Regions from separate parts of the Macaca mulatta genome. Here region 2 is linked to region 1. The links are chromatin contacts, called in public Hi-C maps. All regions are on one chromosome and are shown on one strand. Each heading gives the region's core, a stretch centred on a gene start, on an enhancer-like site or on the middle of the called end of the contact. The rest is flanking DNA. Distances are from core to core; before and after follow the strand shown.

What was found. A called contact is a pair of places that touch in the nucleus more often than the background predicts.
Region 2: a contact with region 1 is called in a Hi-C map of fetal cortex germinal zone, with 2.6 times the contacts expected there. The contact joins the promoter of CRY1 here to the promoter of MTERF2 in region 1. A contact is called at or near these places in 2 of 14 Hi-C or Micro-C datasets (cortical neurons and fetal cortex germinal zone).

Annotation. Positions count from the first base shown.
Region 1 is chr11:114,187,332-114,192,584 of T2T-MMU8v2.0, forward strand. MTERF2 (mitochondrial transcription termination factor 2) reads right to left here and starts at 2,229. Exons shown (of 2, transcript NM_001193943.3): 1 at 2,100-2,229. It also overlaps a transcript of CRY1 not described here.
Region 2 is chr11:114,293,812-114,299,064 of T2T-MMU8v2.0, forward strand. It overlaps CRY1 (cryptochrome circadian regulator 1), which reads right to left and starts at 2,860. Exons shown (of 13, transcript NM_001194159.2): 1 at 1,829-2,860. The coding sequence starts at 1,986. LOC144333010 (a long non-coding RNA gene) reads left to right here and starts at 783. Exons shown (of 2, transcript XR_013401309.1): 1 at 783-2,187; 2 at 2,256-2,567.

The DNA of each region.
Region 1 (5,253 bases), core at 979-3,478:
TTATCAGCAGCCTGAAAAAGGACTAATACAAGCCATGAGCCATCACACCCAACCTTCCTTATCTCTTTTGACTTCTGCAGCTTTTAGCAGAGTTGACCACTTTCTCCTTGAAATATTCTCTCATTTGACTTCCTGGACACCTCACTTTTTTGATTCTTCTCCCTTTCTATACCTCTGGCCATCCTCTATCTGTCTCCCGTGCAAGCTCACCTTCAAGGCTTGGTTCTAGACCTCTCTTCTTCTTACCTTACAGTCTCTCCCCACAGATCTTGTCCTCATCCAGATATTCAGTTAATCCACTTGGGATTCTTTCCAACTTCTTCTCAACATGTGATCTTGTCAGCTCCCTGCAATAAACTTTCCAATGGCATTTTAGGATAAAGACAAAATAAAATAAAACATAGAAATGCCTTACCAGGCTACAAGGCCTCTTTGGGCTCTGCTACCACCCTAATCCCCATTTCCCTCTCCTGCACCAGCTGCATTTGCTTCCTGTCAGTCCCTGGTGCTCTACTGGTTTCTACCATGTGGTCTTTGAAGACTGTGGGTCAGATTCCATGCCCAAAATGCTCCAACTCTTAGGCCTAAGTGTCACTTTCTCAAGGAAACTTTTCTAACCTTCATGAATACATGAAGCCTCCTGTCCTCATTATAGGATTTCATGGCACCATGGACGACTTCTACACTTGTACACAAGTGGTACAACAGCTGCAGCTGTTCGTGTATGTTTCTGTCTCAACACTCCACATGGACAGAGACTGGTCACCACAGTGTTCCAAAGAACTACTTGCCTACCCTTCACCCAGCTACCTTCACTGCCTCTAGGAGGCATTCCTGGCCAGGTGGCCTTCTGTGTGCTCTTCCACAGCACCCTGCTCCGGACTCTACTGCAGCACTTATCATGCTCTTATGTTCTTTATTCTTTCAACCAGTAGGAATTATGTTGCTATTTGTTTGAAGTTCAAGTTGTGTATCAGGCATACTAGGCACAGGTCTGCTAAACCAACACTTCTTCATCCCTCCATTTGGATCACAGATCAACTTAGAACCTGAGAGTCACAGACTCTCTTTCCAGAAGAAAAGACCCACACTCACAACATTTTGCAAATGATTTTAGCAGGATTCATGGACACCCTGCAACCCGGCCATGAACAACTTGCACTAGATTTACAAGCGTTGGGAAGGCAGGAACTGAACGGTGTTCTGCTTTATTCCCTGCACCCAGCAAAGAACTTGTTCCACACAGAGACAAAATCAGTATTTGTCAGGTGAAACTGAGTGAACAAGTGGATGCAGTAAATTAATGCAGTGGGTAAAACTGGGTTACCAGAGACAGACTGCCTGATTCCTGGACAACAGTTGTGCTGAGACTTGAGGAAGTTACTTCACCTCTCTGAGCCTCAGTTTGGCATCAGGAAAATGGTGACACTATCTCCTGGGTGACTGCGAAGATCAAACGAGTTAATACCACAAATCACTTAGAATATGCAGAAAACTCTTCACATATACTAAATCATTAAATCATCACAACAACCCATTTTAAAATGAAGAAACAGACACAAGTAAAGGAACTTGCCCAAGGTTGCTTAGCTAAAAAAAAAAAAAAAAAAAAAAAAAAAAGGCAGAATTGGATTCAAACCCCACAGCTTGGCTCCAGAGTCCTGCTCTTAGCCCTGTGCCCCCACATAAAGTAATGCTTTTGGTAAATGTTCGTTAAATCACAATGTGGGCTGTTCTAGGATGCTTGTTTCTTAAGCATTTTTGAGGAGTGAAATTCACTTCCGTAATACACACAGTTATGGTTAGTATGATCTTCTCTACACCACCACTGGCTTCAGTAGAGTTCTTCTTTCGTAACACGTATGCCCTGCTGCCAGTTTCAAACTGACCAATGTTTATAAGCAAGGAAAAACGAGGGTCTTCGGAAGATCATCTCCGGGACCGATCAAAAGGCCGCACATTCACTGTAGGGCCTCCGCTTTTCCAGAGAAACCCGGCAGGCTGAGCTGAGCGTCTGGTGATGCATGGGGTTTTGCGGACCCTGACCTCCGCCACGGCGCCGCAGGTGAGGAAGGGAGCAGAGGAAGAGGGCGACTCACCCGTCGGCGTCAGCTCCAAGCAAGGCACAGGGAGTCCCGGGGGCCAGGCCCCGTCCTTCCCTCTCTCTTCGGTCAGCCTCCACACGGTCCGCCGTCCCCCTGAGGCCTAGAGCCTGGGTCTCGGTCCTCCGTCCCAAGAAGCTCCCGACAGTCCTCGGCAGCGTCAACCAGGCCACCAGCCCCTTCACCCATGGCCAATCAGGTCTCGGGAGATGACACCCCACCCCCCGCAGACACGCCCCCACGTCCCAGCGCAGCCAGTCAGAGCACAGGACACAACTACGCGTCCCTCTCCGCACCACAAGGGGGAGTGGGAGTGGGAATCGGCTTTCCAGGGAGCGGAGCCTGTGCCGGGGGGCATCTGGCATTTTCACACCCTTTCCTTAGCATTTTAGGAAGCGGAGTTCCAGTAGCTTTGACGCTTAGAAAATATAAGAAAAAAAAAGAAGTAACAGAAACCGCTATATTTTTAAGATAGAACCAATCACAGTTCCCAAAATAATTCAATTAGGTAAAGAACCAACTTACGAAAGAAATGTTTAAAAAAACCCCAAATTCTTTGAAACACATCTAAACTTTTCCCCGCCCCCACCCTACCCCAGCAGTTTGCGACTGATTCGTCTTTAAAAGCCATTCTCCGTTCTCCCCCTCCTTGCCACCTTCACCTAAATACTCGCCTTTTCTGATAAACTGCCAAGTGGTTTCCATTCTAATTATTACCGGTGATGCCCAATCTCATACACTAAACACGTTAATTTCTCCTTAAAGCCAGGCTCAACGTCTCTCTCATTTATTTTCACATTTCTCCATCCAAAAAACAAGTATTTATGGCAGGCCTGTTAAGCGCAAAGCATATTGAAACAGCAATGAGAAGATAGAGGGGGAATAAAATACATTCCCTGTCCTTATGGAGCTTATATTCTAGTGGAGGGCAGAGATATCAACAACTAATAACGTGACTAATCACACCTAGAGTTAAGTGTTATCGAGGACAGGGTGCCCTGACCTGGGCCTGGTGGTTCTGTTTGTATGGAGTTGGAGTCAGAAAAACTGGTTTTCCCAGCTGGAGGTCCCTGCTTTCAGGTGTTCATAGCACACTGCACAGTTCTGCCGTAATCGGTGGCACTGGCACTTAGACTGCCCTCACACCCTGTGGAGTAAATTCCTTGAGGCTACTAATTATTTTTCTGTGAGCAATGCTCGGCACACAGTAGGAGCTCAGGAAATGTTAACTAAATCTTTGAGTCTAGTCTCAGTATGCAGTTTAGGCTCAACAGGCTTTACTGAGAGGCGCTCACACATGCATTTTTAATTCCACAGAGTAGCACCAAGAATCCTGGCTCCTCAAGATCACCTCTGATCTCTAGGATATTCTAGAACGATCTGAGCAACTCAAGTGTACAGCTGAGGGGTGTTTGTCCAGCAACCCCTGAGTTATCTGAATATAAAAACTCTATTATGCATAGATTTACTGCATACTTTTTCCTGATATAAAACGATTTGGGGTCCAGACTAACCAAAGTGAGTCATTTGTACTTAGGAAAAGGAAATCAGGATACAGAAAAGGAAGTTAAGGAATGTAAACTCAGGACTTAGAACTGCAAGCTGCCATCACTGGTCAGGAGGGAGGGAGCAGAAATGTGCACCAGGGTGCCGGAAGCTTGTATCAGGGCTCCACGTAATTGTGTGAGGAATTACAATACATATGACCCCGTTCATTGTAATCAAAACTTGAAACTGACAAATCAGCTATTCCAACTGTATTAAATAAATGCTACTCAAAGTTTTTTCCAGCCCAAATATTTAAACAGTGCATTTCTAGGACCATATAATCAGAAAGAAAACCTTGAATGAAGAAAAGGGGAAAATAACTTATAATTATGCATATTATGTACAAGAAAATTACAAACACATTTGAATTGTGAGAAGATCCTGAAAATTCTAGCTTGTAAGGGATGCATTAAAAACACTGATAGTCTTTTATATCTCAAATTTACTAATTTATTTTAAGCAAATATGAAAAATGTAAGGACTTTGCACAGGTTCATTCAAAATCCTGGTTCTCTCAATGTAATTTTTCCAAGTCGTCAGTACAGTTTTTGGCAGTAAGAATAGAAGTATTTGCTGAATGAGTAAAATGTCTTAAATCCCTCAACCACAAGTAGGATTTCTAGTTAAGGGGAGAAAACTGTATTCGAACATAGTGTATCTGCTCAAGTAGAGCACGATGATTGATGCCTTTTCTTTCCCTTTTAGTGATTCTTTTTGACCACTATTTACACCAAACTGAAAAAGCTTTCCAAAAATCTCCCTAATTAAAAAAAAAAAAAGTCCTCTTACATTATTTATAAATAGCATACCAGTGCTCATGCTGAAATAGTCTTTTACTGAAAGGTTTATTTATTCACATTAAAACTGAATCTTTGGCCGGGCACGGTGGCTCATGCCTGCGATCCCAGCACTTTGGGAGGCCAACGCTGGCAGATCACAAGGTCAGGCGATCAAGACCATCCTGGCTAACCCGGTGAAACCCCATCTCTACTAAAAAATACAAAAAGTTAGCCGTGTGTGATGACACGTGCCTGTAGTGCCAGCTAATTGGGAGGCTGAGGCAGGAGAATCGCTTGAACCCAGGAGGCAGAGGCTGCAGTGAGCCAAGATTGCGACACTGCACTCCAGCCTGGGCGACAGAGTGAGACTCTGTCTCAAAACAACAACAAAAAAACTGAATCTTTGACCTCTTGTATGATGATGGTAAATCTCAGGCCTAAGAATTTCTCAACTCTGCACTGTACAACTAGGTCCAAAGAGTAGGACGTGAGGTAGTTACCATAAAAAAACAATTAAAATATTACTTCACTTTAACAGTGGTGAAAAAAGAACGATAAAACACAGGATTTTTTCATCTTCTTTTTCTCAGTAATGGATTTCCCACCACCACCCCACCCCCTGAGACAAGGTCTCACCCTGTCATCCAGGTTGGAGTGCAGTGGGTGCAATCATAGTTCACTGCAGCCTCAAACCCCCCAGATCAAGACATCCTCCCACCTTAGCCTCCCAAGTAGCTGGGACCATAATGCACACCACCACACCTGGCTAATATATTTGTTGTTTTCTTTTGTAGAGATGGGGTCCTAAGATGTTGTTCAGGTTA
Region 2 (5,253 bases), core at 1,610-4,109, 110 kb after region 1:
TATAGCACCAAACTATAACTCCTTTTTCTTTTTTTTTTTTTTTTTTTCTTGAGACAGAGTACTCTGTCACTCAGGCTGGAGTGCAGTGGCACGATTTCAGCTCACTGCAACCTCCGTCTCCTAGGTTCATGTGATTCTCATGCCTCAGCCTCCTGAGCGGCTGAGATTACAGGCATGCACCACTGTGCTCAGCTAATTTTTATATTTTCAGTATTAACAGAGACAGGGTTTTGCCATGATGGCCAGGCTGGTCTTGAACTCCTGGCCTCAGCCTCCCAAAGTGCTGGGATTACAGGGATGAGCCACCGCACCCAGCCTAACTCCTTTTCTTTCTCTCACACTACATATCCAATCTGCCAACAAATACTGTGTATTCTGCGTTCATAATATAGCCAGCATCTGTTTTTTTTCCTCACCCCATCCACAATTATCACTATGATTCAAGCCTTCGCATCTCTCACCTGGATGAATGCCAACAGCTTCTTAATTGGACTTCCTGCTTCTTGTCCACCTCCACTCCCCAATTCAGAACCACAAGCAGAGAAATTCTCAGATTTGTTCTCAGAACAAGCAGAAAAATTCTTTTTCAAACTTATGTCAGATCACATTACTTCTCTGCTCATAATCCTGCAGTTATTCCCACTTCACTGAGTAAAAACCCAAATCTTGAAAACTGCTTATAAGGCTCTCTTCAATCTGGCCCTAAGTCAACTCTGACCTCATCGTCTACTATTTTTCCCTCACTTATTCTGCTCCAGTCATACTGGATTCTTCTGCTGTTCTTTCCAAAGGTCAAGCATATCTCTGCCTTTTCCCTTACTCCTCCCTTTGCCTGGAATGGTCTTCCCCTAGATAGCTGCATCCCACCACCTCCTTCAGGTATGCTCAACTGTCACCTTCTCTGTGACTTTTCCCCTGATCATCATATTTAAAACTGCAACCTCATCCCTACCCTTGTATTCTTTATCCCTTTACTCTGCTCTATTTTTCTCCACAACACTTACCACCTAAAATACTACATATTTTACTTTCTGCTTGAAGACATGACTTTTTGTCTTTCACTCACTGCTATATCCCTATCATTTAAATCAGTGCCTGGCACATGGTAAGTGATCAAGAGTCTCTCTGTTGAGCTAATGCTTTCATTTCCACCAGGGGGCCCAACGATCACGTAGCCCGGTGTTTCAGGAAGATCATAAAGCATCTCTAAGATTTCTTTGTGCTCTGATCCCTAGAAGGACTACAACTTGCCTAGAAAGAAAAACTGTGCTTTGTCTCGGCAACCACAAGGAGGAGTTGAGAAAAAGAGCCGAGCAGAGAAACCAGATAATGCTGTTTCCCTTGCTTTTCCCTCAGTAACCTCAAGGTGGAAGAAAACTGGATCTGGAGCCAGCTGTACTGAATGAATGATTTTTCTCCATACTATGAGTTACCTAGACACAAACGTAAACAGGAAACATCACAATCCTTTCGAATGCCACAAACAGGCCAAGGGAATCCATATACACAGGCCACTAAGGACAGGAAGGGTGTTTCTTTAACTCCAGCACTAAGAATTCTCCACAAATTCAGGGGAAGAGCTCCCGTTAGCACAGAAAGACACATAACTAACTCACTGATGAAGGCCGAGTGTTTCAGGTCGTCAGTACTCTCTGGCCAGAGAACTATTAAGTCAATTCTATTTAATACTTAGGGCACCTACAATTCGTTAGCGGTATAAGGAAGGCAGTCCCACGTCTAAATTCTCAGATTTGGCGGATCGCATGGAATTCATTAACATCAGATTCATTAAACACCCAAATCCATTTCCCACGGGCTTGTGACTCACCGCCACCTGTTGATGCCCACGTTGGAGGAGCCGGCGAACCAGGGGTCCAGGATGTAGACGCAGCGGATGGTGTCGGCGCCCTGAATGCATTCCTTCAGGGCGGGGTTGTCGTGGAGCCGGAGCCCCTTTCGGAACCAGTGCACTGCGTTCACCCCCATGCTGGGGGCGCGCGGCGGGTCCTCCACGGAGAAATTCAAGGAAGGAGGCTCCGGCTCATAGCCGACACCTTCGCTTCCAAGAGAATTGCCTCACCCGAGGAGTAAGGAAAGGGCGGTAGAGGGGGGACAGGAAAAAATGACTCCAAGGAGGGGACTGGAGAAGGCGGGGGCGCTGGAAGCGCAGTGAGAAGATGAATGGAGGTTGCCCAGTCGGCGGAGTCCGGGTTTGACGCCCTTTAGGAGCCCGCGCCCGCCGCAACCTCCTGGAGGCGACGCATAACTTCGAGGGCCTCGGACCTCCGGAGCCTGAGCAAATTCCACGAGCTCGAGCCGCCACGACGGCCCGAGCTGGCACGGACGGCCCCAGGAGGTTCGTCACGGAAACCTCGCCCCACCAAGGCGGCTCCTAAAGACAAAACGGCCCGCCCGAGGTGAGTCACCGAGGAGAACCGAAGGGGAATGAGCCCCTGTCGGCGACGCTGTCTCTAGGCCCAGGAGAAAGGACCGGGGACGGAGGCAAGAGGCGGTGGTCGAGGCCGCTGGACGGTTGCCGGCCGGTGACCGGTCCCGAGGCTGCCCGGGTGACTCTGCCGCCGCCGCCGCGTCAGCGGCCTCGGCCCCGCCCCCGGCTCCTCATTGGAGGGCGCGCTCCCCACGTGACCACCGGCACCTCACGTTTCTGAAGTGTGTTTACTACACTGACTCGGAGGGGGAATCTGCTCGCGCTTCGGTCGCTTCTGGAGGGGCGGCAGCCGCTTGATCCCAGAACCGTTGACCCTCGCCCACACGCTGAGCTCACTGCCTTTGCCCCTTTCCTGTGCCGACTGGCGGGCCGTCCCTTGGAGGCAAACCGTGTTGACCACAGGCCCCTTGTGAGGGAAGGCTTAGCCCCGCCCCCAGGGGCCGTGAGCGGGCACTATTGGCCGAGGCTCGGTGAGACCCGGATGAGCACGGGGATGCGGGGAGCTCGCGGGCGCGCGCGCTGGTCAGAGAGGCGCGCTTGCGCTCTCGCTGCGCTCCAGAGGGTAAGGGGGCGGGGCCCGCGGGCCGAAGCGCGCTGGGTGATTCCTCCCGTGGGATTTGGGGAAGGCCTGGAAATTGTCCGGTGTCTTTCAGGAGCCAAAGGTGGAGTCGGGCGGAGAGTGAGGGGAGGATGGAGTGGAAGGAGGAGAGTGGGAGGCTTCACGTAGATTTCAAGTCCAAACCATGTGCTTGCCAGAGAACCCTACTTTGGAGATTATGGAGCTGTGCCCCTCCACTCTCCTGGCCCTTGGGTGCCTCCTCCCCCTTGTACATGCTCTGGGGAAAAGGGTAATTGGCAGGACGGATGCCAGGCATTCCTGGACTTCCTGGAATTTTTTAATACTAGCGATATATATCATCAACGTTTCACCCCTAATCTACATTTAATGTAGTTTACCGGTCTCTTTGAGACTGGACGTTTGTCTACTTTTCCAGCGACAGTGAACTGCAGGCCATGCCATCCCTTAGATATATGATGCCCTTAAATTCATTCAATGATTACTTTTTGAGTGAACTAAGCACTGTTCAAAGCACTAGAGATACAGGAGATACTTAATAAAATAGACACAGACTCCAGTCCTCTTGGGGTTTACAATTTGTCTCTTAACCTTTGCTGTTTTTTCCTCTATAAAATATTCTTCCTTGGAATCCAGTACTCAAGATAACCGCCTTTGAGCTACCTGGGATATTTCTGCACACCTCTTTAGACTCCGATGAAATTATAACTAACTTCTGAAAGTATTCCTGATCCCTAGGGCAAATTTAGGACCTCCCTGGGTTCTCCACGTATGTTTCTGATACATCACTTATCACACTACTGTGAAAATTAGTTGAAAAGTGCCCATACCTAGCAATACTAACTCAATAATAGTACTTATCATCATCATAATGTGCCTCCTATTCCCTCCGAAGTGTGATTTCTCAAGGACAGGGTCTGTATTCAGTTTTGTTTTGTTTTTATTTTTTGCATCAACACCAGAACAGAGGCTGATGTAGGCAAATGTTTATTTAATGAATGAATGAATGAGTGAGTGAGTGCTGTTGGCCACCAGTGTGTTTGGCAACGTTAAAAGAAAGAAGGAGATGGCAATTCTTACCAGTTGATTATGTGTCCCCAAAATTCATATAACCCTCAGTGACTATAAATGTGGCCTTATTTGGAAATAAGGTCTTTGTACATGCTGAAGTTAAGATGAGGTCATTAGGGTGCACCCTAATCCAGTGTGATTGGTGGCCTCATACAATGGAGAAATTTACACACAGAAATATAAATATATATATATATGCAAGGAAAATACCATGTAAAGATTGGAATTGTGCTGCCACAAGTCAAGGAACTACTGGAAGCTAGGAGGAAGGCCTGGAACAGATCCTTTCTTAACACCTTCACAGGACTGTGGCACTGCTGACACCCTGATTTTGGACTTCTGGCCTCTAGAACTACAAGACAGTTAGTTCCTATTGTTGTTCTAAGCCTCCCAATTTGTGATACTTTTTTACAGCAGCCCTAGCAAATTAATGCAGCAATAAAGTAAATTTAATACTCTAGAGCGCCAATCTGTCTGAATAGTCTTCCCTACTTCTGTTTCTGTTGCTACAAGAAGTATATATCAGCCTTTCTTTGGTTCTGTAAGAATACTTTTTAAATTATATATATGAATGCCATGGTTTGGCTGTGTCCCCACCCAAATCTCATCTTCAATTGTAGTTCCCATAATCCACACGTGTTGTAGGAGGGACCCAGTGGGAGGTAATTTAATCATGGGGGCAGTTACCTTCATGCTGTTCTCGTGATAGTAAGTGAGTTCTCACAAGATCTGATGGTTTTATAGGGGGCTTTTCCCCCTTTTGCTTAGCGCTTCTCCTTGCTGCCTCTATGTGAAGAAGGACATGTTGGCTTCCTTGTCTACCATGATGATCAGTTTCCTGAGGCCTCCCCAGCCATGCTGAACTGTGAGTCAAATAAACTTCTTTCCTTTATAAATTACCCAGTCTCGGGTGTGTCTTTATTAGCAGCATGGGAACAGACTAATACTGTAAATTGGTACTGGGAGTGGGGTGCTGCTATAAGGGTACCCAAAAATGTGGAAGCACCTTTGGAACTGGGTAACAGGCAGAGGTTGGAACAGTTTGGAGGGCTCATAGGAAGACAGGAAAATGTAGGGAAGTTTGAAACTTCCTAGAGACTCGTTGAATGGCTTTGACTAAAATGCTGATAGGGATATGGACAATGAAGTCCAGGCT